2 separate regions of the Mus musculus genome follow, and region 1 is linked to region 2. A link is a contact called in public promoter capture Hi-C data. All regions are on one chromosome and are shown on one strand. Each heading gives the region's core, a stretch centred on a gene start, on an enhancer-like site or on the middle of the called end of the contact. The rest is flanking DNA. Distances are from core to core; before and after follow the strand shown. Region 1 holds the start of Lmtk3 (lemur tyrosine kinase 3). Region 2 holds the start of Mamstr (MEF2 activating motif and SAP domain containing transcriptional regulator).

The links. Promoter capture Hi-C pulls out the DNA fragments that hold promoters and counts their contacts.
Region 1: a contact with region 2 is called in a promoter capture Hi-C map of hippocampal neurons, with 1.7 times the contacts expected there. The contact joins the promoter of Lmtk3 here to the promoter of Mamstr in region 2. A contact is called at or near these places in 3 of 39 promoter capture datasets (the 3T3-L1 cell line, hippocampal neurons and pre-B cells) and 6 of 484 Hi-C or Micro-C datasets (the G1E-ER4 cell line, Th1 cells, cerebellum and 2 more).

Annotation. Positions count from the first base shown.
Region 1 is chr7:45,783,940-45,786,639 of GRCm38.p6, reverse strand. Lmtk3 (lemur tyrosine kinase 3) reads right to left here and starts at 1,293. Exons shown (of 15, transcript NM_001290990.2): 1 at 959-1,293; 2 at 56-189. The coding sequence starts at 1,034. Gm5897 (predicted gene 5897) reads left to right here and starts at 2,173. Exons shown (of 2, transcript NR_153811.1): 1 at 2,173-2,700.
Region 2 is chr7:45,638,587-45,641,286 of GRCm38.p6, reverse strand. Mamstr (MEF2 activating motif and SAP domain containing transcriptional regulator) reads right to left here and starts at 1,310. Exons shown (of 10, transcript NM_172418.2): 1 at 1,257-1,310; 2 at 448-585. The coding sequence starts at 505. Rasip1 (Ras interacting protein 1) reads right to left here. Exons shown (of 12, transcript NM_028544.1): 12 at 2,195-2,602. The coding sequence ends at 2,403. A030001D20Rik (RIKEN cDNA A030001D20 gene) reads left to right here and starts at 2,529. Exons shown (of 2, transcript NR_152217.1): 1 at 2,529-2,604.

The DNA.
Region 1 (2,700 bases), core at 44-2,543, 150 kb before region 2:
CCAGTCTCTTTGCTGCCTGGGGTCTTTCTCCCAGGTTAGTCCTAGGGCACCTCACCTTGAAACGAACATCACCCCGTTTGCAACACAGACAGGTAAGGAGGAGAAAGATGAAGGCCAGCAGACCCGAACAGGAAATGAGGACCACAGCGTAGGGCGGAGCCAAAGGGGCCCGGCTCAGAGCGAATCCATCTGTGGGCATAAGGCTAGGCTGGGGTCTGGGCTTCAAGACACTGGCTACCGGACTCATGCCCCTCCCATCCTAGGCTAGTCTTGGACTACAACCCCCATGATGCTCCGAATCCAGGGGCTCCTTGGCAGGGGAGCCAGGTGGTCTAACGTATTGTGGGAGTTGTAGTTTAAGGTCTTCCCAGGTGGTTGGGGGTGGGGTCCCTCCTATCGTTTCAAACTGGGACCCACCCCCCACCCCAAACGCATCCCGTAACCCGGATACATTCCAGTGACCAGCAATAGTGAGGCCTGGAGCTCTGAGAATTTACAATATGCTACCATAGACAGCTTCATGACCATCATTCCCCCAATAGCAGGCTGTTGGCAGATATTTGCCCCGAGCTGAACGCACTGCCCACCCCACGCCTGAAGGGTGACTGAGAACTGTTTCTTTTAAAGACACAGGGAACACAGACTTGTTCTCTAGCCTCAGCCTCAGACCTGAGGGAGGGGTCTCTGCAAAGCCTCAGCTGTGTTCCCCTTAGAAATAGGGTCTCTCTCTTTCCCAAAGGCCGCGGCCTTCCATCTCCCCGCGCACCCGTGTGCACTCGCGTGCACATGAGCTCACATGCACGCTCACAAGCACGCACTCGGCCCGCAGCCCACTCCCCACCCGCCCTGGCTGGTCTCCCTGGCCCTGCAGACCCGTTGGTCCCCAGGGACTGCGCACAGGTGCCGGGCGGACCCGGTGGGGGTGGGGCGCGGGCCGCGGACGGCTGGACATACTCACCCGGGTGCGCTGGGGACGCCAGGCAGCCGGAGGCGGAGACGGCCGCCAGGAGGATGAGTGCGCCGGGTGCAGGCATCTTGTCCAGGATGGAAGGGAGGTGGAGGAATCGGCGGCTGGGGAGGAGGGGGGGCGGGCCCTCAGCCCCCAGCCATGGGGACCCGCTCAACCCTGGCCTCCCTCAGCCCAGGAGAGGGGCGGGAGATGCAGGACAGGGGGAGGGAGGGGTTGCTTACTGGTTCTGATACCCCCCTCCCCCTCCTCGAAAGGACAGACGGATGAAGGGATGGAGAGGCGGACGGAGGAGAGGAGCTGGGGAGCCGGGGTTGCTGGGGTAGGGGGGAGGGGAAGATGGGGGGGGGAGAGAACGAGGGCCCCGCCCCCGAGGACAATCGGGATTGGGGGAGCAGAGAGCCTGTCAGAGGAAGGGTGGGAGGAGGAAGGAGGGAGCGTTGTCATGGCAACTGGTTCCCGGTTGCATTGGCTGCCAGGCGGGAGGGGAGAATAGGGAGGGGGAGGAGGGACAGACAGAGACCAACAGACCCTTGGAGGGGGGCAGGGTCCACAGTGCGTGGCCCTGACACCACTGTGACACAACACTGGTGCCCACACGTGTGCTACATGCTAAGATGCAGATAGCAAGCCCACGCAGCCCACACACAGCTGAGACATGTCACAGGAACCTTCACAAGCGCCTCTCATACAAAGGTGGACAGCCATCAGCAAACGGAGACAAGGACACGTCACACACAAAGACACAGGGACAGACCACACTGAGAATGCATAGGCAGTCCAGACTCTGGTTGGTACAGATTCACCCAGCCACACAGGAATACCCAGCATCACATGAACACACACGCACACGCACACATACAACACAGAGCTCCAAACATAGGGAGGTATCACAAAGATCCATTCAGACCCTTTGGGACATGAGGAGGCATGCTGTCATAAACTGATATTCCACACAGGCAACAAAGAACACACAGAAATCACTAACTCAAACACGTAAAGCCAGTTGCATGCACACAGACACAGGCTTGTCAGTCACATATGGAGCATACAGAAACAACACATGCATGTATGCAGGCACGGGGTTTGCACATTGCTCACCTTCAGGGACAAATGCATATCACATACATGCACACGGGAACACACGGTTCATACATGCAGAGCTACATAGCTTATGCAAAAACACAAATATAGAACGGGTACAAACATGCCCTGTGCACACGTATTACACACAAAGGCACACCACCTACCTAAATAGACAGCATGAATGGACACACTCTTTAGACGTGATTATGAGGACTCCTTATCCACTGCAGTCTCACACCACAGACATCAACACACATGGGCACAAAAGATGCATAAGCGTAGTTTATTTCATGTATTTATTCTTGGCAGGATTTACTCTGCGCCAGGCGTTTCCCAAGATTTACAGTATTACCTTCCAATCATTACAACAGCCCCCAAGACAGGTTCTTTTTTCATGCCCAATGTATAGGTAAGGAAACTGAGGCACAGAGAGGGGCAGTCACCTGCCCCATGCACAGAACAGGGGATAGGCAGAGGTAAGGCTGGAACCTGGCCGTCAGGGACACCGACACATCAGACAAGACACACACACACACACACATCACGTGCCAGGCTGCAGTCTCGGGGTCCCACCCTACGCGGCGGCACACAGAACTGCAGACACACCCGGAAGCGCGGACTGCCGCCCTCGGCGAGGATGTCTCCAT
Region 2 (2,700 bases), core at 61-2,560:
CTGGCATGCACCCACAGGAATGTCACTCACATGTTCAAGACTTGACCCTCAGTTTGGGGGCAAAGAGTTTCCAGTGCACATTTCTGCTCCTCTCTGAGTGTTCAGAACTCTTTGCATTGGCAACAAATCCTGGCTAATGACATTTTCAAGGCTTGATAGCTCTTGGTCCCCCTGCCACACACACATGCACTTCAGGTCTCAGTTTGCTCCTCTGCTTTGCCTACAGGTCAGTTTAAGTCCTTTGCAACATATGCACTCTTGGGTGTCACCACCTATGGCTTAGCAAGCCATGTGCACATTCATCTACTACTCCACTCCATAGCACAAGTGACATTGTATGTGAACACCACTGGTCGATTCACGCATGCCAGAGAATCATGTTACTGGGACCCTGGGCCCTGGCTCCGGGACCCCTCCCCACATGCATAGAGACAAGCAACCTCTCACCAGAGCGGAACTTGGAACGGATGATTTGGGAGCGCTGGGAGGAGGCTGCCAGGGTCATTGCCAAGGCTGAGGTGGAGACCTGGACAGAGGAAGCCAGAGCCACCAGAGCGCGGCAGGGTCAAAGTGGATGACGGGAGGCTGCCATTGGGGGAATTTTGGAGACAGTGTGAAAGGTTAGAGACAAAAGTACTGGGCCAGATCAGCTCTTTTGGGGGATGACTGGTCTCTGGGCCCTTGGGTCTGAGAAAGGAGGGCTGGTCCTGAACCTCCGGGTGTGAGAGACACGGGCTGGGGCCTGGAGCCCTAGGACTGAAGAAAGGTTGCGGCCTGGAGTTCTGGCTGGAGGGAGAAGTACTTGGGCATGGACTGCTGTGTCTGTAGAAGGCTTTGGGCCTGGAGTTCTGAGTCGGAAGCAAAAGGGCTGGGTCTAAATCCCTGGATCTTGGCGGTACAGGAAGGACCTGCGTCATGGGCTCCTGCATCTAAGAGGGAGAGCATTGGAATCTGGAGTTCTGGGCCTTTGAAAGTGCAGGAAGCAGTCGTCTGGAGTCTGAACCCTGAAGGAGGAGGAGATTAAGGACGAGAACTGCATGCTGTTAGGGACTAGAATCGAAGATTCTAGGACAGACGGGAATCAAAGAATATGACAAGTGTCTGGGAAACATAGGGGTCCCTGAAACAGAATGGGTTGAGTGTCATGCACGGGGCTCTGTGGGAAAGATATTGGGACCAGAAGGGGGAACCAGAACGGAGAATGAAGGGTAAAATGAAAAAAAAAAATCCCCATATCTACCCCAGGGGCTTCTCACCAGGTAGGCTCCTCTCAGCTACTCAGCTGTGCCTTGAAGCGGGTGGAGTCTCCCGGATTAGGCTGGAGACCTTAGGCTCCACCCCACAAGCCTTGGGCCGCCCTCGACTCCCCTTTCTAGGGCGAGTGGGAGTCAAGAGAGCGAGCCTTGGATCAGAAGCCCTGCAAGGACCCAGAAAAGGGGCGGGACACACACGCCGTGAGGACCGGCCTGGCTCACTTCGAGGGTTCCCTTACTATCTCCTCCCCCGAGTCCCGAGCTGTGGGTTGGGTGGAGCGGTCACTGGCGACAGACAGGAGCAGGTGCAGAGAGAGGGACCCGGGTGAGCAACAGCGGCAGGTGGTCGTGTTCAGACCCTGCCGGCAGGTGCCACCTGTTGGTTCTTTTTTTCCTGACACAGCAGTAGGAGTCAAGTTCAGAGGAGGGGAAAGTTCAAACATGAGGCCCAGACTCCTAGTTCTAAAAAGGAAGGGGGCAGAAGTCAGGACTCTGGGTCTGAGGGTGGTGGACGGAGTCTTAGGCCTCTGGTATGGGAGAGGAGAGCTGAGGTTTGCATTCTTGGATCTGATGGAATAGGACTAGTACCCGAGAGGTGCTGGGTGTTGGAAGTCAGCGGTGTGCACAGTAGGCAGACAGCATCGGAAGGACTGGGGGGAGAAAGCTAAAGTTTGGACTTTGTAGGTAAGAGGGAGATGGTGATGACCTGTTCTCACTGGTAGTACATGGGGTCTGATATTCAGAAGAACATGGTCCAGGCTGTGTTCCGAGTTGTGTGACAGTGCTCAGTACTACAGGGTCACATTTCGTGCTAGAGGGCAAGCTGAGGCCATGGCTAGAAATATCTCCCCAAACTCGGCAGACGCCCAACGTTCCAAGCACAGTCCCTGGCACCTTAAAAAAAAATCTTTGCTAAGGCCCCCAAATCTTGACAAGTGAGGTCAATACCACAGATATTTTTATTACTTCTTGGCATTCACATCCCAAGCCCATCTTCCCACTGTCCCATCGTCTACCAACCCAACAACTCAAACTCTCAGCCGTCTACGCAGGGAAAACTACAACTCCCAAAATGCTCTACGCCCAGGCGGGCTCCCTTTTAAGAAGCGATGCAGTTTCAAGCTGCGCGCGTTCCTTTCTCATTGGTTTTCAAGGTGTCGAAGCCACCGGGGGTCCATGGCGATGATTGGCTGGCAGCTCCTGCTGTTCAAGATCCCAGAGGAGGCGACGGAGCCTGCGCAGTTCTCTATGCAATGCGTCATCTGTCACAGGGCCGGTGAGGCGCAGGCGTGAGCTGCCCAGGGGCAGGATGAGCGGAGGGTGCGAGGAAAAACTTTCAAAGATATCCCCTGTGAGTACGAGGAAAACCGAATTAAAAACTCAGCATGAGTGTGAGGTGGTCTATCTCCTTAAGTAAGAAACGATGAGACTGGGTTCCCTGTGTTTC